Regions from separate parts of the Mus musculus genome. Here all the other regions are linked to region 1. A link is a contact called in public Micro-C and promoter capture Hi-C data. All regions are on one chromosome and are shown on one strand. The core of a region is the stretch at or near the end of the contact, and the rest is flanking DNA. Distances in the headings are between cores, read along the strand shown.

The links. Promoter capture Hi-C pulls out the DNA fragments that hold promoters and counts their contacts. A called contact is a pair of places that touch in the nucleus more often than the background predicts. Capture Hi-C pulls out chosen DNA fragments and counts their contacts.
Region 2: a promoter capture Hi-C map of embryonic stem cells shows a contact between it and region 1. The contact joins the promoter of Rtn4r here to the promoter of Smpd4 in region 1.
Region 3: a contact with region 1 is called in a promoter capture Hi-C map of liver. The contact joins the promoter of Ppil2 here to the promoter of Smpd4 in region 1. A contact is called at or near these places in 1 of 39 promoter capture datasets (pre-B cells) and 2 of 9 other capture datasets (liver and pancreatic islet).
Region 4: a Micro-C map of embryonic stem cells shows a contact between it and region 1, with 4 times the contacts expected there. The contact joins the promoter of Dgcr6 here to the promoter of Smpd4 in region 1. A contact is called at or near these places in 5 of 39 promoter capture datasets (the C10 cell line, the SN4741 cell line, cranial neural crest and 1 more), 1 of 484 Hi-C or Micro-C datasets (embryonic stem cells) and 1 of 9 other capture datasets (adipose tissue).
Region 5: a promoter capture Hi-C map of pre-B cells shows a contact between it and region 1, with 5 times the contacts expected there. The contact joins the promoter of Ube2l3 here to the promoter of Smpd4 in region 1. A contact is called at or near these places in 10 of 39 promoter capture datasets (the C10 cell line, the HPC-7 cell line, cranial neural crest and 6 more), 4 of 484 Hi-C or Micro-C datasets (embryonic stem cells, granulocyte-monocyte progenitors and pro-B cells), 3 of 115 datasets of contacts at active chromatin or transcription factors (embryonic stem cells, large pre-B cells and pro-B cells) and 1 of 9 other capture datasets (liver).
Region 6: a contact with region 1 is called in a Micro-C map of embryonic stem cells, with 6 times the contacts expected there. The contact joins the promoter of Tmem191c here to the promoter of Smpd4 in region 1. A contact is called at or near these places in 4 of 39 promoter capture datasets (the C10 cell line, liver and pre-B cells), 1 of 484 Hi-C or Micro-C datasets (embryonic stem cells), 1 of 115 datasets of contacts at active chromatin or transcription factors (embryonic stem cells) and 2 of 9 other capture datasets (adipose tissue and pancreatic islet).
Region 7: a promoter capture Hi-C map of adipose tissue shows a contact between it and region 1. The contact joins the promoter of Ess2 here to the promoter of Smpd4 in region 1. A contact is called at or near these places in 2 of 39 promoter capture datasets (erythroid cells and liver), 7 of 484 Hi-C or Micro-C datasets (CD4 T cells, CD8 T cells, the HL-1 cell line and 4 more), 3 of 115 datasets of contacts at active chromatin or transcription factors (bone marrow-derived macrophages, memory CD8 T cells and microglia) and 2 of 9 other capture datasets (adipose tissue and liver).

Annotation. Positions count from the first base shown.
Region 1 is chr16:17,617,954-17,620,775 of GRCm38.p6, forward strand. It overlaps Smpd4 (sphingomyelin phosphodiesterase 4), which reads left to right and starts at 1,401. Exons shown (of 19, transcript NM_001164610.1): 1 at 1,401-1,481.
Region 2 is chr16:18,126,150-18,128,971 of GRCm38.p6, forward strand. It overlaps Rtn4r (reticulon 4 receptor), which reads left to right and starts at 1,493. Exons shown (of 2, transcript NM_022982.3): 1 at 1,493-1,753. The coding sequence starts at 1,732. Gm52241 reads right to left here. Exons shown (of 2, transcript XM_030249377.1): 1 at 2,492-2,822; 2 at 1,465-2,058. The coding sequence starts at 2,515. The coding sequence ends at 1,465.
Region 3 is chr16:17,109,835-17,112,656 of GRCm38.p6, forward strand. Ppil2 (peptidylprolyl isomerase (cyclophilin)-like 2) reads right to left here and starts at 1,418. Exons shown (of 21, transcript NM_001252444.1): 1 at 1,309-1,418. The coding sequence starts at 1,340.
Region 4 is chr16:18,065,014-18,067,835 of GRCm38.p6, forward strand. It overlaps Dgcr6 (DiGeorge syndrome critical region gene 6), which reads left to right and starts at 1,390. Exons shown (of 5, transcript NM_001289814.1): 1 at 1,390-1,586; 2 at 1,683-1,843. The coding sequence starts at 1,477.
Region 5 is chr16:17,200,157-17,202,978 of GRCm38.p6, forward strand. Ube2l3 (ubiquitin-conjugating enzyme E2L 3) reads right to left here and starts at 1,336. Exons shown (of 4, transcript NM_009456.2): 1 at 1,279-1,336. The coding sequence starts at 1,305.
Region 6 is chr16:17,274,921-17,277,742 of GRCm38.p6, forward strand. Tmem191c (transmembrane protein 191C) reads left to right here and starts at 1,380. Exons shown (of 10, transcript NM_177473.3): 1 at 1,380-1,548; 2 at 1,714-1,837; 3 at 1,917-1,967; 4 at 2,042-2,119; 5 at 2,274-2,330; 6 at 2,422-2,481; 7 at 2,608-2,672; 8 at 2,749-2,821. The coding sequence starts at 1,394.
Region 7 is chr16:17,909,890-17,912,711 of GRCm38.p6, forward strand. Ess2 (ess-2 splicing factor) reads right to left here and starts at 1,459. Exons shown (of 10, transcript NM_022408.2): 1 at 1,273-1,459; 2 at 199-367; 3 at 16-111. The coding sequence starts at 1,416.

The DNA.
Region 1 (2,822 bases), core at 151-2,650:
AGAGAGGAAGAGAGAGAGAGAGAGAGAGAGAGAGAGAGAGAGAGAGAGAACATGGACAGAGTATGTATCGTGCTGTGGTGGGGCTTTTTCAGAGTAGCAGATGAGATTTGGAAGAGTTCCAAAGCAGGCGTGTCTGCAGGGACTTGCAACCTGCCCAAGTCCATGCAGCCCATCTCCTTGGTGCTCAGCACCTTTTTCCCTTCATGCCCAGCTTTTGCAGCGTGGCCTCCCCCAGACCTGTGAAAGCCCTGAGTCTAGCCTCTGTCAGTCGAGCACCCTGAAAAAGGTGAGTGTTGGGCCCGCGTACCTCCTCCACTTCCCTCTCCCGCCTCTTCCCCTGACCACCACTCCCCACCCCAATTCCCTTCCACCCTGCAGAATTCGCTGCAGTCTAGCAGGTGAGGAGCCTCCACAGCGCCAGCTACTGGCCACCTCTTTCCTTGCCAGGCCCTGCAGCTCCCAGTCTGTAGCGGCTCCAACAACCCAGGGCAAGCATCCCGAGAGGTTTTTACATACTTGCTTGACTTGTTCTGAGTGCTTAATGTGAATAGGGCAGTATGTTAGCCATGGGAATGGTGTGGTGGAAAGCTGTCCGCTGCCTGACGATCAGATCCCTGATAGACGGATTTAGGTAGCAGCACCCAGAACCGTGCCTGGCATATGCTGGGTACTTGGTAAATCCTGTTGGATGATGGGTATTTAGGATTGCATGTACTTATCTATTTTGTGCAGGTTTCTTCCTTGAAGCACTCTTTAAGGGCTCTAAAAAAACAACTTTTAAAATTTTTATTAGCTTAAGAAGTATGAGGATTTTTGTTTTGTTTTCGAGACAGGGTTTATGTAGCCCTGATTGTCCTAGAACTCACCCTGAAGACCAAGCTGGCCTCAGAATCACAGAGATCTGCCTGCCTGCCTCTGCCTCCCTAGTGATGGGATTAAAGGCGTGTGCTGCCACCAACACCTGGTTTATTGGGGGTGGGGGTGTTATTTGTGTACTTGTATATTTGTTGGTTCTTAACCAGGAAGAATTCTTTCAAAGAAGTTTCAATTATTGATTGCTTGATTGTTTGTCTTTTCAAGACAGGGTTTCTCTGTGTAATCCTGGCTATCTTGAACCTCTGGCTTTGAACTCAAGAGATCTGCCTGCCTCTGCCTCCAGAACGCATGGATTAAAAGCGTGTGTCACCAGGGCAACAACCTCTTTCTAGAAACTTTTCATTTCATGTAGTCCCATTTTAATTCTCCAGGCTATTTCTGTGTCAGTGAAGTACAGTGTTGAAAAGTCTTGCCTATATCTATTTTTCTAGACGCGTATTCCTGTTGTCTTCTGTATTTCAGACCTTACTTTGATCCTCTCGGATTCCCGCCAAACTAAGGGGGCGTGGCACCCGGCGCAGCTTGATGACGACATTAGGCGCCGAGTGTCCGAATGGCGGCTCCCTTCTCTGAGAAGCTCGAGATTTGTGCTATCAGCACGGCAGGTGAGTGGCGGGAGCCGCGCGCGAGGCAGCCCAGCACCGTGCGGTTTTCTCGGGTCCCCGCCGAGGCTGGCTCCGTTCCTCCTCGAGCTGTGGGGGACTTGGGCCTCCCGACAGCTCGGCCTGTACGGGGCCGGCCGGGAGCCCAGGGCCCGGCTGCAACCTCACGCCGCTCTCCAGGGTCATGGCTTTCTGCCGCCTTCCTGCGTGGTCCTCGCAGACGGTCCGGGTAGGGGGTGGATGAACGCTCGATGTGAGAGTTGAGGGAGGGGGACTTGGAGGGAAAGTTGAACCTTGGGCTCAGCTAGCGATGTTTGGTAGTAGAACTCGTTGTGGGTTTAGGTTCTACCTTGCGACTTTCCCGAGCCTCAGTTTCCTCCTCTGTAATGTAATAGGGTAGTCTCGAAACTTTGGAGGTATAGGAAGTTGTGATCAACAAATGAGGGCACGCCGCAGCTTCTCAGAGTCAGCCGAGGGAGTTCTTGACAGTGGCGCGCTAAGCTTGGCTGGAGTTCGTAGTCATTAGAAACCTCAAAAACAGTCGCAAGCAGTTCTTGAAGAAAGTGGACTTTGAGGGGTCGACCGAAGCAAAGGCCTTCGGCACTGCATGCACGCTGGCTTCGGGCGTGGGTGACAGGGCCTAAAAGCAAGAGTATCAGTGTCGTTGCCCTATTCGTGGAATCGTGGAAAGACCTTCGTTAGACATCTCTGATTTTTCAACTGTCTGCTTCTTCTGAGGAGAGAGTTGACTTCTTGTCTCCTTTAGATCTCTGCCCTTATCGAGTAGTCCACAATTTTATGCTGCCCTGATCATTTCATGGTAGTTTGCAATGTAGGTCAGGACTGAAACATTTTCAGTTTTCCTTAACACTGAGACTGAATTAAGAATTGGAAAAAAAAAAACAAAACAAAACCCAAAACCTAAGAATTGTTTCTCTTGCCACATGGCAAAGATTGGTGGTCTTTCAAAACCACAACTGCCTTAAACTCCTACTGTCTGGCTTCTCTCCTTGCAGACTGGCATTGCCAGCTTAGCACCTTTTCTCCTGTAGTGAGCAGGGCTGAGACAGAAAAGCTATCACTAGTCCATCGGTGGCACACAGTAGGCTCTCTGCTCTTTCCAGCTCTTGATTGTTTTGTGTTTCTTACCATAGGCACTGGGAGGTAGGAAGCTGCAGGGCTATGCCTAATTTTTGGTGGTGAGTTCAAATTCTTCCTTCATAGAACTTCTTCATTTGTCGCAAGAAGCACACATTACTTGCTTCACCCTTCTCTTACAGACACGAGATTTGTAAGGAGTTTGCTAGACTCTTGGCTCTGCTGATTGCTAGGTGGGTGCTGAGA
Region 2 (2,822 bases), core at 243-2,742, 510 kb after region 1:
CATTACCTCTCTAACGGGCAGCCTGGCCATCGTTAAAAATAGTCGATGGGGGAAGTGCCCTCTCTAAGCCACTGAGCAAAGATGGTAGCCCAGGACTCTAGCCTGGTCTTCAGATTTTCAGCCATGTCCCACGACATGAGGTGGTTGGAGCCACACCAGCCACTGGTGTGGGCACTGCTGGATTCGAGGACACTGGGAGAAAGGTGTTGGTCTAGGCTATAGGCCATGGCCTTCTGCTGGCTCTTTGAAGTTGGCTTTGGGTTATTCATCTGTCACTGGGTGGCCAGCCTCCCATGTGGTGGGGAGTGGAAATGAGAACTTACTGAGTCACATAGGGGTCAATCTGGTGGCACTTGGTGACCAGTATCCAATGAAGAAGTGGCCGTGAGTGCCTGCCCTGCCTTAACCTCATCTCACACATTTCAGTGACCTGAAAAATCCAAGTCAAATGAACAAGGACAACTGGGACAAAGCACACAGAGGTGTGGTTGGGGACACAGCCAGGGCAGGACCGAGCAGTGTAGCTTCCATATATGGCCAGAAAGCCATTCCATTGCAGGCTCTTCAGCGCTCTCCACCCCTGAAGCTTATGCCATACTGGGTGTTCTCTTTCTCTACTGAGACAGGCGGACCATGGGCCCTATCCAGCTCTCTGGCTAGATAATGTGCAGGACAGATACAGACAACGACCTGGCAGCCAGCCGAAGCACCTCTACCACCACCCCACCCCAGAATGCACCTAAGAACTCCAGATAGAGCACCCAAGCAGGAATGGGAGATGGGACATGTTGGGGGGGGGGGTTGCCATTAGGAACATTGGCCTTATATTGATCTGGCTTGGTGGAGGGTGGGTCCAGAGGATTCTTCGGACTTTGTAATCTCCATTGCAAAGGGGAAATGATAGGAGCTTGTGCAGAGGCAGGTGCAGACAAAGCCTGAGTGTCCTTCCTGGGACAGGGAACTACAAAGCTGGAGAGAGCACTACTGCGCTATTACACCTTGCCTCTCAGTTTTCTTACCCAGTCGCCTAGGACAGTTTCGAGCAAAGGGCTTTAAGGGGCAAGCGGAGGCGGGCCATGCAAAGGCCTGCTGCATCTGTCCGATGCCCAGGACTCCCTTCGGGACTCAGCCTGTGCCGCCACGCCCTCGAGCCCGCGCCCACGGCCGGTTCCGGGACGCGGTGCCCGCGGCCGCCTGCAGGGGCCGCCGCCTCTTCAGGAATGCGCCGCCTTTGTCTGGGACCGCGCGTGGCCCGTGCACCGGGTGGCTGAGCGCGTCCTGCCACTTGCACCGCGCTCCGGACACCCTCGCCTCCCCTCCCGTCGCCCGCCCGCTTGCCCTACACCCCGTACCCACCGGTCCGCCCCAGCGCGGCGCGCCCAGGTGAGCGCCCCGCCCGGCGCCAGGCCCCGCCCCGGCCCCGCCCCGCCCGGACCGGCGGGGAGACCGGGCGGATTCCGCGCGTCAAACCACATGATCCCATAAAACATTCATCCTCTCCTGGCCCGCGCTGCGAGCGCCCCGCCAGTCCGCGCCGCCGCCCTCACCCTGTGCGCCCGCAGCCCGCGAGCCCAGCCCGGCCCGGTAGAGCGGAGCGCCGGAGCCTCGTCCCGCGGCCGGGCCGGGACCGGGCCGGAGCAGCGGCGCCTGGATGCGGACCCGGCCGCGCGCAGACGGGCGCCCGCCCCGAAGCCGCTTCCAGTGCCCGACGCGCCCCGCTCGACCCCGAAGATGAAGAGGGCGTCCTCCGGAGGTGAGTGTCAGCGCCGCTCCGGAGACAGGCTGCAGCGGGGCGGGGCGGGGGGGACGCAGGGCATGGCTCACGCTGCCAGAGATGGAGCCGGGTCGCCGGTCGCTCCCGAGGGCCACCGCAGTGCCACGCCGCGCGCTGGCCGCTAGCAACTGGGCCCTGGGAGGGCGGAGCCCGCGGCAGCCGCAAAAGTTGCGGCTTTGCGGGAAAGTTGACAGCGACGGCGGGGCCAGGGATGGAGGGTACGAGGTTCCAGATGTTGGACCAGGGCCGGGTGGAGACTGAGGGCTGGAAGGGCGGGGTCCCACCTGAGAGCGCAAAGGCGGCGAATGGGTTAATGAGCGGGTTTGCAGAAACGTGGGCACCGGACCGAGATGGGGTCTGCCCAGCGAACCCTGCTCAGAAGCTGTTTCTTTGGGGTCAAACGGAGTAGGGATGAATACGGGTGTCAGCAGCAGCAGAGGGCGTGGGGGACAGGGCGATCCCAGAGCTATCTCTGGAGCAGGTAGAGAGGAGAACACACACACACACACACACACACACACACACACACGCAAGGCAATGTCTCCTCCTCGGAGATCGGGAGAGCTCCTGAGAGTGAGCGGCTCCATTGAGGGGCGTTGGTGCTCGAAACACCCCCTCCTTGGCAGCCCTGTGGGATTCCCTCCTCCCATCCGGTTGCAAAGCCCCCACAGTAGGGGCAAGGGAGGATGGGCTTCATGCAGGTTGGACATGCCTTACCTGGAGAATCTGGGGTGAACACATTGCCTTCCCCAGGTGCCCACCCTATCTACCCTGCTGATGTCCATGGTGCCGCAGGCTGCACACACGTTTCTTTGCACGTGTCTACATGGGCTACATACAGCCTTGCACACCTCCAGTGCACATGCATACCAAATCTGCCCTAGTGTGCACATGCACATAAATGCTATAAGCACATCCCTGTACTCGGGTGCATAGCTCTGTCCTCACTCCTGCCTACACACCTATGACCATACATGCATTTATGCAGCCTGCCTGCTGCGATCTTCATGCTTAGCACATGGTGGGGCCCCTTAACAAGACCCACTCC
Region 3 (2,822 bases), core at 168-2,667, 510 kb before region 1:
ATGGAGAGATAAAGAAACATCAACAGCACCTTGTCCAGAAGGAAATGAACTGGACTTATAGACTATCTGACAGGAAGAGCTAGGCACACAAAGCTCTGGGGAAGCCCTTTACAGGAATAACACTTACTGAGGCTGGAACAGGACAAGCTGAATCTGTTCCAGAAAGGAGACAGCAGAGGAAGAGTGTGATGAGGTACGTAGCAGCAGAAAAAGACACAGAAGCAAGGACAGCGGCCGAGTCAAAAATGAGTCAAAGATCAAGGAGAGTACTCTCTATTTGCCTAAGTGTGATGGGAAGCTGGTGGGTGATTTTGAGCAGGACCCAGACATGATCTAACATAGCTCCAGTTGCTCTGTGCGGTTGTTCTTCTGTTAGGATGAGAATTGTCTTCAGTCTATATATAGTAAATCAGGGACCCACTATGTAACCACTGAGCTAGGATAAGAAACGGCAGGCTTAGGTGTGAAAATTATCAAGTTCCCTTTTAGCATACTAGTTTTGAAAAAGCTGTAAGTTTTCCAAGTGGAGAACTGAGTGAAAGCTGCTGACTTAGTGCAAGAGACTCTTTGAACAGATCCACCACAGGGATGAAGGAAACACCCCCGAGGTCTGGGACAAGGGGAGGGGAAGCCCAGCAAAGAGGAATGAAATAGAGATCATTCGCAGATTAAATTACTAAGCGCCAAGCCTTTAATCCTAGCACTCGGGAGGCAGAGGCAAGGGGATTTCTGAGTTCGAGGCCAGCCTGATCTACAAAGTGAGTTCCAGGACAGCCAGGGCTACACAGAGAAACCCTATCTTGAAAAACAAAAACAAAAACAAAAACAAACAAAAAAAACTACTAAGCGCATGTAAGATCTCACTAAAGGCTACTTTTGGAAAGGGAAGAAGCCCAAGGACTGAAAAGCTGGATACTAGATCTGGCAATACAGAAGTCAAAGATATCCTTGCAAGCAGCTAGGGGCGGGGAGCATCTGAAGAGACAACAGAAAACAGAAAGTACAGCAGCAGCAAATGGGAGGGGAACATGGAGCACGACCCGCCTATCTTCAACTTGAAGGCTGTCGCCTGTGTGTAGGCTCTCAGACTAGAGCCAGGACGAAGCGGACAACCAACTCAGGGGCAAAACTCGTTCGCAGAAAGGCTAGGGGTAGGGAAATCCCGGAAGTTAGTTAGTCCGGCGGTAGAACGCCCTGGCCCGCGTAGGCTGCACTGAGGGACGAGACCGCGCCTGTGAGAGCTGAGGCTTTCAGATGATAGCCTTCAGCACGGCGACGAGCTGAGACGAGAGACGCGACCCAACTTACATCTTGTCCTTCTGGTGCTGTCGCTTCCCCATGGTGGCAACAAACCGAAGAGACCACAGCAGACACTGACTATGGCGCCTCCGCTTTCTCAACTACTTCCGGAGATCGACGCACTGGATCCCGGAAGTTGGAAGAAAGCATTCTGGGAATTGTGGTTTCCAGGTGTCCAGGTGCTGGGTGCAGGCACCGTGCTAGGCTGAAGCTTGCTAACTTTGAGTAGAATCCACTTTTCCTGTCTCCCACCATACTGCGTTGCCTCCCCCAAGCCCTCAAAAACTTTTCTATGCACTGTCTGGCTACTTGTTCAGTCCATGCTATGCTAGGCAGACTCACTCAGACTCACCTCCTTTGTATCTAAAGATCTTCAACCTTTTTCACCTTCTCTAAAGCCATGTCCATGTGTATACTCAACTCTTCTCTCGTTCGGTCCCCACGCCCTTCAGGCCCATCAGCTGGCAGATGACCAAGCCCTCTCTGCTCCTTCTGTGGCCAGATCTTTGGTCTGGGTCTCATGTGCCGGGAGAATGGGTCCCAAGTCTCCTTTTTTTTTTTTTTTTTTGGTATTTCGAAACAGGGTTTCTCTGTGTAGCCCTGGCTGTCCTGGAACTCACTCTGTAGACCAGGCTGGCCTCGAACTCAGAAATCCGCCTGCCTCTGCCTCCCGAGTGCTGGGACTAGAGGAGTGTGCCACCATGCCCGGCCCCAAGTTTCCTTTTTAAAATTGTGTGTGTGGTTAAATAGTGGCCATGCCACAAGTGTAGAGCTCAGAGGACAAGTGAGGAGTTGGTTCTCTTTGCCAGACTTGCACAGCTCTTATTTGTTAAGGCATCTCTCCACCCTAAGCTGGGTTTTTGTTTGTTTTTGTTTTTTGAGACAGGGTTTCTCTGTGTAGCCCTGGCTGTCCTGGTGCTCACTCTATAGATCAGGCTGGCCTGGAACTCAGAAATCCACTGCCTCTGCCTCCCAAGTGCTGGGATTAAAGGTGTGTGCCACCACCGCCTGGCTGATCAAAGAATTCTTAATTTCCTTGTTCCAAATCTCCACTTTGATGCTAAATGGTATGTTCCATACCCTAACCCTAACCTCCTGATAAGATCTTCAACCAAATAATTTTAAGATGTCTTGTCAAATTCCTACATAAACATAAAACATTAGAAACCCCCTAGCCTTGCAGTTTGGGGGATATTAAAAAAAAAAATTCTCCTTTGAGACTATGCTCTCAAATCCTACTTTAGGGAGATAACCCTGTCTAACTGAAAATGCAACCAAAAAATCTGGGTCACTGGTCTGATTCTCATTTGGCAGGATTAACAAGGACCACCATCCACCCAGTTAGCCAAAGGCAGTCATCCTGTCAGCTTCTTACTTCATAACTTCTGCCTTCCAAATAAATCTTACCTCAAAAGATCTTTTAGCCCAGTATGGTGGTGTACACTTGGGAGGCAGAAGCAAGCAGATCTCTATGAGTCTGAGGCCAGCCTGGTCTACAGTGAGTAGAGAAACCATGTCTCAAA
Region 4 (2,822 bases), core at 140-2,639, 450 kb after region 1:
GAGTATATTTATTCATGCAAATTATTTCTCCATGCACAGGTGTTTCAGAGGCTTTTCTATTGCTGCGAGGACACCATGAACAAGGCAACTTACAGAAGGGTTTGTTGGGGGTCTTACAGCTTCAGAAGGTGACTCCAGGACCACCATGGTAGAGAGCATGGCACCAGCCAGGTAGGCAGGTATGGCCCTGGGGAAGTAGCTGATAGCTTATATCTTAATTCAAAAGCATGAGGTGGTGCTGGTAGTGATGAGACAAGAGAAAGAGACAGACAGACAGACAGACAGACAGACAGACACACTCACACAGAGAGACAGAGAGTCAGAAAGAGACAGACAGAGACACAGAGAGAGAGAGAGACAAAGAGAGACACAGAGACAGAGGTAGAGAGACATACAGAGACAGACATACAGAGACAGACAGACAGACAGAGAATGTATGGATGGTGTATGTTTTAAAATCTCAAAACCAGCCCTCAGTGACACTCTTTCTCCAATAAAGCCACACCTCCTAATCCTTCCTTAGTAATTCCACCAACTGGGGACCAAGTTTCCAAATATCTGAGGCTATGGGGTCATTTGCATTCAAACTTCACAAGGTTTCTTCACTGTAATTTATGTTACCCAGATCTGAATTCACTACTTCAGAGCTTATCGTGGCAAAAGGGAAAACAAAAAGAAAGTAACCAGGATGATTCAACAGAGTTATATTTTTAAAATAGTAATAAAAGGGAAAAAGATGGCACATCAGGGAATGTAATTTTTATTTAAAAAAACGCTGTAGGAAGGTGTCATTTCTCTTATTCATGCTGCAAACTAAATTATGAATGTGGACACTGTCAGGGGCTGGGGCTGGCTCAGTAGGTAAAGGACTGTTGAGCCAGCATGAATTCAACTTCACAAGACTCTTTTCTCATCTACTCTCCACTTCCAGGCAGTCGCTGAGGTTTCCTTGTGGGGGTGGGGTATCCTTTAACGCTAATAAAATTGTCCTAAAGTCTTTTATTAATGAGAATAAGAACCCTAAAGAGAAGCTGGCTCTCCTCCGTACTGTTTTCCTGAGGTCCCCCAGGGTGGATCACAACCCGCTGGGAGTGTCCAGCTTCCAGTGGCCTCAGTCTGCGCACACTAGGCGCAGGCCAGACTGGCTTCTTTAAAACACCCAGCAGGCCAGAGTTGCTTCTTTAAAACACCAGAATGCAGAGCCCTGGGCGCGCACCTCCAAGGTCAGCACCACTTGGGAGCTCAGCGAGCCCCTATTTCTTCTCCCTAGGACAAAGCGCTTACAAGCAGTCTCCCTGGTGGGTGGAGCGCGTCTTATTGTGCCTGACGCACCACGGTGAACGGCCGGAGACCGACCGGAGGGGCGGGGCGCATGCGTCGTTCGCGCTGGAGAATGACGTGAGGGGGCGGGGCGCGCCGGGGCACCCTAGGAGACCGAGTAGAGGGGCGGCGGGGGACCGCGCGGTAAACCGCGCGATGGACCGCTATGCGGCCGCCGGGGATGAGGCGGCGGATCGGGCCCGGCAGCAGGAGCGGCACTACCAGCTGCTGTCAGCACTACAGAGCCTGGTCAAGGAGCTGCCCAGGTGCGCGGCGACGGGCGGCGGGAGGACCGGGGCCGGGGCCGGGGCCGGAGCCGGGGCCAGGGCCGCGGCCGCGCTCACCCGGCGATCTACCCGCAGCTCCTTTCAGCAGCGCCTGTCCTACACCACGCTCAGCGACTTGGCCCTGGCGCTGCTCGACGGAACGGTGTTTGAAATCGTGCAGGGTCTTCTGGAGATTCAGCACCTCACTGAGAAGAGCCTCTACAACCAGAGACTGCGGCTGCAGAACGAACACCGAGGTGCAGGGGGCGACGGGACCTTCCCTAGGGCGTCCCTAGCCGCGGGAGCCTCGGGTCAGGGGGTGCAGAGCCATGCTGATCCTTTTAGTCTGCTGTCCAGAAACTTCTTACTCGCGTTCCCTAGAGTACCCACATCCTCCTAGGCTTGATGGACCTCGCTGCTTGTAGGTCTGTTGATAGCTGTGTGCTACCACAGAGATAATCCATTATTCCAGCACCTTCCCATTGAGTATCAGGCTTGATCACCTCCTCCTATAAATTATACTAGGCATCTTCCGTTGTACCATCAGATCTCCTTTCCATTTTATTTGTTCAAGCTTGACTCGGTTCAAACATTTTAGGAAAGAATAGTGTGACGATGTCCCCATGCTACGTTATAGATCTTTGGGCTTTGTTATTGCTTTGGATTTTGAAACTGAGGACTGAACCCAGGGCTTCTCACCTGCTAAGCAGGTTTTCTATATTGGGCTACATTTACATGCAAACATACTCTGCCTTTCTGGCAATGCCTGTGTGCTGCCAGACAGGATTTTCCCATTAGAGATAGGTGTTGGATTTTGTTGAAATCTTTTGCAGTTCCTGTGGAGATGATCAGATGGTTTTGCTGTTACTCTCGTGAGACATTGATTTCTAAATCCCAGAAAGGAATTGTATTCTAGGAATGCATCTTGTAATATTTGTGTGGGGATGAAGGTAATGCCTCAGAATGTGTTGAGAAGTCTCTTGTTCTCCGAGAGCTTTAGTTCTTCACCAAATGTTTGAGTGGCTGTGCTTTTTCTTTTTTTTTTTTTTTTTTTTAATAATTTTTTTTTTTAGATTTATTTATTTATTATATGTAAGTACACTGTAGCTGTCTTCAGACACACCAGAAGAGGGCGTCAGATCTTGTTACGGATGGTTGTGAGCCACCATGTGGTTGCTGGGACTTGAACTCCGGACCTTTGGAAGAGCAGTCGGGTGCTCTTACCCACTGAGCCAT
Region 5 (2,822 bases), core at 86-2,585, 420 kb before region 1:
AAGGCAGATGAATTCATGTCATCAAATTACAAGAAAACAGCATGCAGTCACGAAATCTTCCTAAACTGAAACCCACAAGGCTGAAGGGACGACAACTTTTGGGGTTTGAACACGGAAGTGATTAGCATTCCTTTCCTGTAGGTAAATGATGGAGTGTCACCCGCAGAACAGATAAGGGGGTTTGATCACAATTGTTTTGTGCCCACTTCCACTCTAGTTTTATCAAATGTTCTCTCTAGGTTTCAGTGAGCAAATGGCTTTCTTTTGTTTCCAGTGACTCCATCAACCAAATACAAATTTGGTCTCAAGAGCCAGCTCCTGCGACCTTTTTTATTTCCGGTCCGGCGAGAGCTCGGCCGCACTACCAGGTAGCACTCAAACACTGGCGGGTTATCTTTAGAGGATGTCCGCAGATCTACTCGTGAAAAACTCCAACTGAGCACCTATATTGTATGCTTCACCAAAGGAGCCAATTAGTGAAGTGACACTCCCATACATTCAAGATACAAAGTGCGTATACCAAGTTATTTTCGTAAACTTTGGCAGGTTTTGATTTCAACGACAGAAACCAACCCCCACCCTTCATCAGGGAAAGGAGATGCGGATGACTAAGAGGTGGATAGAAAAGAGAACCTAGCTACGCAGGGAGACGACCCCACGCCTTCCTAGAGTTGGAACTTGTCGGCTGTGTGACTCTGCAGTCACAAGGCGACAGTTTGCGTGGACCCAACACAATTTCAAAAGACCACCAACTAACTGACCTAACTTTGGCCGCCTGCCCTCCTCCTTCCTTTCCCGTCTCGGGCCTCGCAGCCTCCCGGTCCCGGAGCTGTGGGCTGGCGGAATGGGGCTCAGAGAACGGCGACCGCGGCCCAGGACCGGGCGGCTCCGCGGCGCGTACTCCCAGCCGGGGCTCCGGCTTTCTTCCCCGAGGGCGCCCAGCTTGGGGCCTCCAGGCCCGGCCCACACATCAACGGCGTCCTCGACCCGGACCGCGGCCGCTGCGACGGAGGGCCCGGCTTCGCTCCAGGAGGAGGGGGCTCGAGAACTGCCCAGGCTGATCCGAAGGGCCGGCAGCGGCGGCTCTCAGCGCGGCCTTGCGCTCCCGCCCAGGCTGCGGCCTAGGCGGCCCCGTTAGATCTCTCCGCACGCGGCACAGCGGGGCCACGCAATGAGGGATGAAGAACGGCGTCGCCCCAAGGAACCGCGGCCCGCCGTAGGGGTCCCGGCCCGGGGACGCCGCCCCCCGCCTGGCCAGCGCCAGAGAATGGCTTTTACCTTCATCAGCCTCCTGCTGGCCGCCATCTTGGATCTGGTGCTGCTGCTTTCCCAAAATGCATCGCGGTAGGCCAGGCGGCTAGAACCCCCTCACTTCCTGGAGCGGGGGAGGGGCTAACCGGGAAGAGCGCGGAATAGAGAAATGTGCCTACTGTGTGCAGGTCCCAGGGCTATAGAATCCTGTGTAGACTCGAGTGACCTGGACAGTTAAAGATCCTTACTTTATGGCGCCTCCAATCCTATGGCAAGTACATACAGTGCTTGACACATAGTAGGTGCACTATAAATAGTGTGTACACAAAATAATAGAATAATCAAGATTATTTCAGGCACTACTAAACATTGTGAAGAAATCAAAACTGGGAGATGAGAAAGTTATTCTGTTACTGAACACGTAATACAATCGGTAAAGTGCCTGCCTGATCAAGAAGGACCTGAATTTGGGTTCCCAAGAACCCACACAGAAGCAAGCATGGTCATTAGCACTAGGGGAGGTAAGTTACAGTTAGATCTCTGAAGTTCTTTTTCTAACCTGCCTAACTGAATTGATGGTGAGCCTCAGATTCAAGGAGAAAACCTGTAAAGTACAAACAAGGAAAGAATTCTGTGGACCTCAGGTCTCCACATGCATGTGTGTGCACGCCCACACTAACATTCACATACAGCCTCCTACACACAAGAACTACAGGATCTGCTTCTCAGGAAGGCTCACTGAAGAAATACCATGAATAAGACAGTGCAGGGCAGCCGAAGATAAGTGGATTGTGCCTTTAATTCCTGCAGAGGGAGGCAGAGGCAAGCAGAATATAGATTCTAGCCAGCCTAGCTACATAGTATGATCCTAGTAATGGCTGAAATATCCAGAGAGGAAGAAAGAAACTGCCAGAAGGCAAACCCTACACTCACTCAGTGCTTTTACAAGTGGAGAAGTGTTGGAGGTTGGGAGATGAGATGTAGATAAGGCCTCATGTAGCCTAAGGTGGCCTCAAAATTCACTATATAACTAAAGATGACCTTAAACTCCTGATCCTCCAGCTTCCACCCTCAAGTTCTGAAAGTACCTGTACTCCATGAGTAACATCCATGTGCCCATTAGAAAGGATTTTTGCTTTGGTCTTTTGATGCCCTTTCTATCTAAAATTAATAGACTCCCTAAGGGAAAATCACTTGACACCAGTGGGGGAATGGTGGGCTAGGCCACCAAGACCCCAGACTCCATGTCTCAAAAGGGCTGAAGCTCTAAGGAGAAACTAGCAGTACAGAGCTGGCAACATGAGGCCGACAGAAATGTGAAGAGAATGCATTGCTTTCATTCAGCAGAATATTCAGGACACTTAATTCAGAGGTTTTCAAATTTGGTTCAAACAATATAACTCTTTTTTTGTTTGTTTGTTTGTTTTGTTGTTCTTGTTTTGAGACATGGGCTTGCTATGTAACCTTGGCTGGCCTTGAACTCAAAGAAATCCACCAATCTCTGCCTCCCAATTGCTAGGATTAAGGGTTATAATACCCATCTATAATACCCATCTTAAGATCATATAATT
Region 6 (2,822 bases), core at 130-2,629, 340 kb before region 1:
GTCTACAAAAGTGAGTTCCAGGACAGCCAGGGCTACACAGAGAAACCCTGTCTCGAAAAAACAACAGCAACAAAAAAATGTTTTTCTCAAAAGTTTAGCACTCCCTGCTTGGTCACTCAGAATCTAAGGTGAGGCACACCTGGTTTAGCCTGTAGTTACAGTAGTTACAGCTACTGTGGCTCTTAAGATTTATTTATTTTTATTTATTATTATTATTATTTTTTTTTTGAGACAGGATTTCTCTGTATAGCCCTGGCTGTCCTGGAACTCACTCTGTAGACCAGGCTGGCCTCGAACTCAGAAATGCGCCTGCCTCTGCCTCCCGAGTGCTGGGATTAAAGGCGTGTGCCACCACCGCCTGGCTAATTTATTTATTTTTAAAGACTTATTTATTTTTATTTATATGAGTACATTGTCACTGTCTTGAGGGCATCAGATCCCATTACAAATGGTTGTGAGCCACTATGTGATTTCTGGGAATTGAACTTATGACCTCTAGAAGAGCAGTCAATACTCTTAACCGCTGAGCCATGTCTTCAGTCCTTCTTTAAAAAAAAAAAAAAAAAAAAAGATTACACACACACATACACACACACTCACACACTATAGCTGTCTTCAGACACACCGGAAGAGGGTATCAGATCCCATTATAGATGGTTGTGGATCACCATGTGGTTGCTGGAAATTGAACTCAGAACCTCTGGAAGAGCAGTCAGTGCTCTTAACCATTGAGCCATCTCTCAAACCCTCTCATTTTTTCTTTCTTTTTTTCTTTGGTTTTTGTTTGTTTGTTTGTTTTTTCGAGACAGGGTTTCTCTGTGTAGCCCTGGCTGTCCTGGAACTCAGGCTGTAGACTAGGCTGGCCTTGAACTCAGAAATCCGCCTGCCTCTGCCTCCCAAGTGCTGGGATTAAAGGCGTGGGCCACCACACCCGGCCCTCATTTTCTTTTGAGTCAGGGTCTTGTTTAGACCTCTAGGCTGACCTTGAACTCTAGGTGATCTTGCCTCAGCCTCTAGTATTTTGGGATTACAAGGTACGGACCATCAAGTCTGGTCCTTCCTTAGAACTTTAGTAACTTTTTACCAATCAGATCTGGACTGTGATATTTTTGTTTTTTGTTTTGTTTTTCTTTTTTTTGAGACAGGTCCGCATGTAGCCTTGGCTAATTTCAAACTCCGTATGTAGCAAAGGATGACCTTGAACTCCTGATCTTCGTGCCCTCACACCTCCAAGAGATAGAATTACAGATGTGGGCAACCAAGCCCGGCTTTGTATACCTGAATTGGTCGGGCGTGATCCGTCTCGGTTGGGTTCGGGCGCCCTCTGCTGCCTATTGTGACGCGGGCCACCAAGTTACCCAGGCGGTGGAGGTCGGGGCGGAGCTCTGGAGCCATGACTGAGCCGCAGGAGCAGCTGCTGCAGCTGCAGAAGGACAACCGAGATGGCCGCCTGCGGAAGCAGGAGCTAGAAGAGCTGGTGCGTGGGCTGGAAGCCGAGAGCGAGAGCCTCACCGGGCGCCTGGAGGAGCTGCGGGAGCGCGAGCGCAGGTGCGAGGGCACCGAGGCCCCGGCAGGCTTGTTGGCAGTCTCGCTCCAGGCAGTGGGACCCTAGTCTGGAACTCTCAGGCTGGTGGCGGCTCCTTCCCAAAATATCTTGCTCCCTGGTTTTATCCCAGACCAATTCTCCGCCCCCTCTCCCCCTCCCCCGTGTAGCCTGCAGCGGAGACGAAGTCAAGCATCACGAGCCATTCGAGGCGAGGCATGTGAGGCGGCACGGGAGCGTGCGGAGCGGGCTCGTGGGCTGCTGGAGGCGGCGGAGCAGCACCGGCAGGACCTGGTGCGGGCAAGAGCAAGAGGCGGCTCCCGGGGTGGCTAGGCTGGAGGAGGGGCCTAGACAGCCTGGACCCTGTTCGCAGGAGCAACACAATCGGAAGCTGCAGGAACAGTGGGAGGAACTGTCCAGTCAGGTACGTGCAGTGTCTCAGATCATGCCCTAGTCCCCAAGATCCTTGAGCCAGGCACTCACGAGTTCGGTCCCCAGCTTTTCTACTATGGAGGGGAGCAGCTAAGTCAACAGCGAGCGGAGCAGCAACTAGGGAACCAGCTTGTGGCGCTGCAGGTACTTGGGCGGGGCTGTGGGCGGAGTATGGCTGTGGGCAGGGTTATGTGCATTTGTGGGCAGAGTATCAGCCTTCAAGGCCGGGGACCGAGCCTCGAGGCCCAGTGGTGTGCGAGGACTTCAGGTTCTTGACATCACTTGAATCCTCCCGAAGAAACATCTGGAGCTGGCGGAGGCCAAATTCAGCATGCAGGCAGAGGACCTGCGGCAGGTGCGAATGGCGCTGGACTCTGGGGGGGGGGGGGAAGGCGTGTGGGGAGGGCCTGTCATTGCGATGCTCATACCAAGCCCCTGGCTTCTAGGGTGCGCAGCGGACAGAAGAGGCCTGGGCCAGCTTCCAGGAGCAGAGTGGAGTCCTGCAGGTGTGACCCCTCGTTTCTGACAGCGGTTCTCTTTCGAATGCCCTGCGGCCTCGACTCTTTCTTCCTTACTCTCTGACTCGCGATGTAGCGCATCCTCTGCCCTGAATCCCTATTGCCATCCTTCAGGAGCTGCAGGGGAAAGTGATGGAGGCAGCAGCTGCGCTGGAGGCTACGCGCGGTGGCTCGGAACCGTAAGAATTGGGACTTGGAGGGCGTCGGAAGGTGCTAGGCCCAGCCTGGTGGCTCATCTCCGCGCCTGTCCTGCAGGTGGAACTCAGAGCCTCGTCCGGTGCAGGACTGCGCGGGCTCACTCATGGAGGAGGTGGCCAGGGCTGACTGCG
Region 7 (2,822 bases), core at 209-2,708, 290 kb after region 1:
AGGGAGTTCACTCACCATCATCTAGGTCTCGGCCCTGGGGCCGGGGCTTGTTGCCCAGCACAGCAGAGCCTGGGTGTACCTCAGGAGTTTCAAAGGTGGCTGGAGTAACATCTGAGAGAAGCAAATCAGAAATTAGAGTGAGCCTTACGTGATAACAGACTTTCCCTAAGCCCTCTAAAGCAGCACCCGTCCTCTTACAGGGTGGTGGAGGTTCCCGAGATATCTTGCCCAGGGCAGAGCCAAACTTGATGGCAATCTGGCGCATGCGCTCCAAATCTCCGTTTTCCTCGGCCTCCAGGTACTCCTTCTGTGCCTGTAGCTTCTCCACATCAGGGAAGAAGTCTCTCTGGATAACTGTCTGAAGTCCCTGCCATGAGCAATCAGAACAAAGGCCAGAGTTGTCATCTGGGAGTCCTGACGCACAATCCACCACTGTCCATGTTCCACCCCTTAGACCTTTCCCTTCTGCCTAGCTGGACAACTGTCATCTACAAGATAGGTTTAGAACTGTCTTTTCTAGTAAGGCTGTCATCCCACATAGCTCTGATGTACCAGTTAACTACTGAACAATCTCTTGAAGCCCATGAAATCCCTCACTAACTGATCTTTCTCTTTGCTGGCTCCATCTATAACACCAGCCAGACTAATGTGGATATTGTCATCCTCCACCCACCCATGAATTTGTATTTCAATCTAAACCTTTCTCTTGAAAGCCAGTCGCCACTATCGCCACCACAAGAAAAAGTCCTCAAGATTTCAGATCCAGCCCGCCCTTGCTGTGAAGCTGAAAGTCTGTACAGTCAGCTGCACGGCAATGGTACAAGGCAGCATATCCCAGAAGCATCCTAAATCTAACCAGTCTAAAACCAACCCTATGTCGGTCTGTCCTCCAGCGTGTTTGCAGTTGGACCCTTAACTCGAGGAGCAACTGAGACCCACTCACTCAATGACGAAGCCAGTTCCACTGTCTAATTCCGGGACCCCCAGCCTTTGACACTTTACAGCCTTCCAAAAAGTCGTCTTCACCATCTCTCGAAAAACGTGTCAAAATTCTACCTATACAAGAAACTATTTCCTTGACTCTCAACAGAAAACTGGATGCCCACTTCTGCATTGTTTTCTTGGTTCTCAATGCTTTCCAACCCAAAAACAGTTGTTCCACTTCCAAGGGCGGCTGAGAGTGCCAGGACCAGAAAAAATTCAAAGGACTGGACAGGAACGCGAATAGGGGGAGGGGCCCGGAAGTCGCCAGCGCTCGCACTGAGCTGGTACCTCGATGTACTCTTCTTCATCCAGGACCCGCTGCCTGCTTCTCGCAACTCCGGCCTCTCCAGCCTCCCCAGCCGCGCGCTTCCTTGAGGGCGCGGACGCGGAGGACAGAAACAGAGCACCCGCCGAGGTCCCGGGCGTCCCCATCGCTATCCCAGAATCGCTCGGGCGGCGTCTGCACCGCTCCAACAGCCAGCCAATGGAGAAGCAGTATTTTTGTAACAAAGCCGGCGCTCCAATGATGTCACTGGGAGCGCCGGATCTTAAGAAAGTTGTAGTCTTTTATCCCCACCCGCGTTGCTCATGCCCATCTAGACTATGATCACTAGGGGGAGCTGTAGAGTGACTGACGCCACAGTCCCTCTGTTAAAAGTTCCAATTCTTTAAAAAAAAAAAAAAATGCAGATGCTTCAAAGACATTTTTAAATACTTCAAAAAATTTGGTTATGACTTCCAAACTCAGAAAAAGAACACTAAGACAATTCTTCCCGTATACTTATCTAACAAAATTTAAATGAAAAGAAAGAACAAAAGGGTCTTAAATCTCTGGTTGGATTTATTAGTTCCCTGTCTGCCAGGATGGGCTTCTCACTGAAAGCATTAGTGGAACTTTCTTCCTAAGGGAGATCATGAATTAGGTGGGAGAAGCTCTAGCCCAGAATGATTCATTACAATTTTGCTTTTCCAATGATCTTGTCCTTCATTGTGAGTCACTGGGGACTTTATGACCATGTCCCTGCATCCATAGAGTTGACCATACAGTAGAAAAATGTTAAATCATGCTGCCAGTGTGTAAAGTTACAACTGTGACCTGCAATAAGTCTGCACTCAGAGAATCTCAACTGCTACACAGGACATGTCAAGTGGCATTTCCCCAGGCAGAACATGGTTGTAGATGGAAAAGATGAATGGATGGGCATCAGGCAATGGGAAGGCCCAGCAGCGGGGTGGAGCAAGGCAAATGCCAAAACAGACCTTTAGTCACACAGTGCGCTAAAGAAGGAGATGACACCAGAGGGGGAGAGCCAGGCTGCACAGTATCTTTGGAGTCCTGTCAAGAAACATTATTTTAAGTGAGCTCAGGTGAAAACCAGAGAAAGCTGCAATGGTTACCATGCAAGGGAATGCAGCTTTCATGAGGTTGGTGCGCCTGAAGCTGCACACGAGCTAGTTTCTGGGGGGTTATTGATATGTTTAAAGGTGAAATCGGCTGGACTGGGTATGATCCGGTAATAATAGCAATTAATGATCAAGAACTCTATGATTTAACGTGCCTTTAGCAGGACAGTGAATGGGAAAATGGCCTGTTGTATATATGGTGCCTGCCGCAAGCCTGTGGGCTTCCAGGTGTTGTCAGAGGTACAGACTGACAAATACCTCAGGGGACAGGCCTGGACTGGAGACATAGAGGTGGGAACTGTAGCCTAAGGATGGAAAAGATACACCAAGAAGAGTATGGAGGGGGCAGAAGAGATGGCTCATCCGTTACAAGCATTTGTTGCTCTTCTCGAGGATCTAGGTTCAGTTCCCAGCACCCACACAGTGACACACAA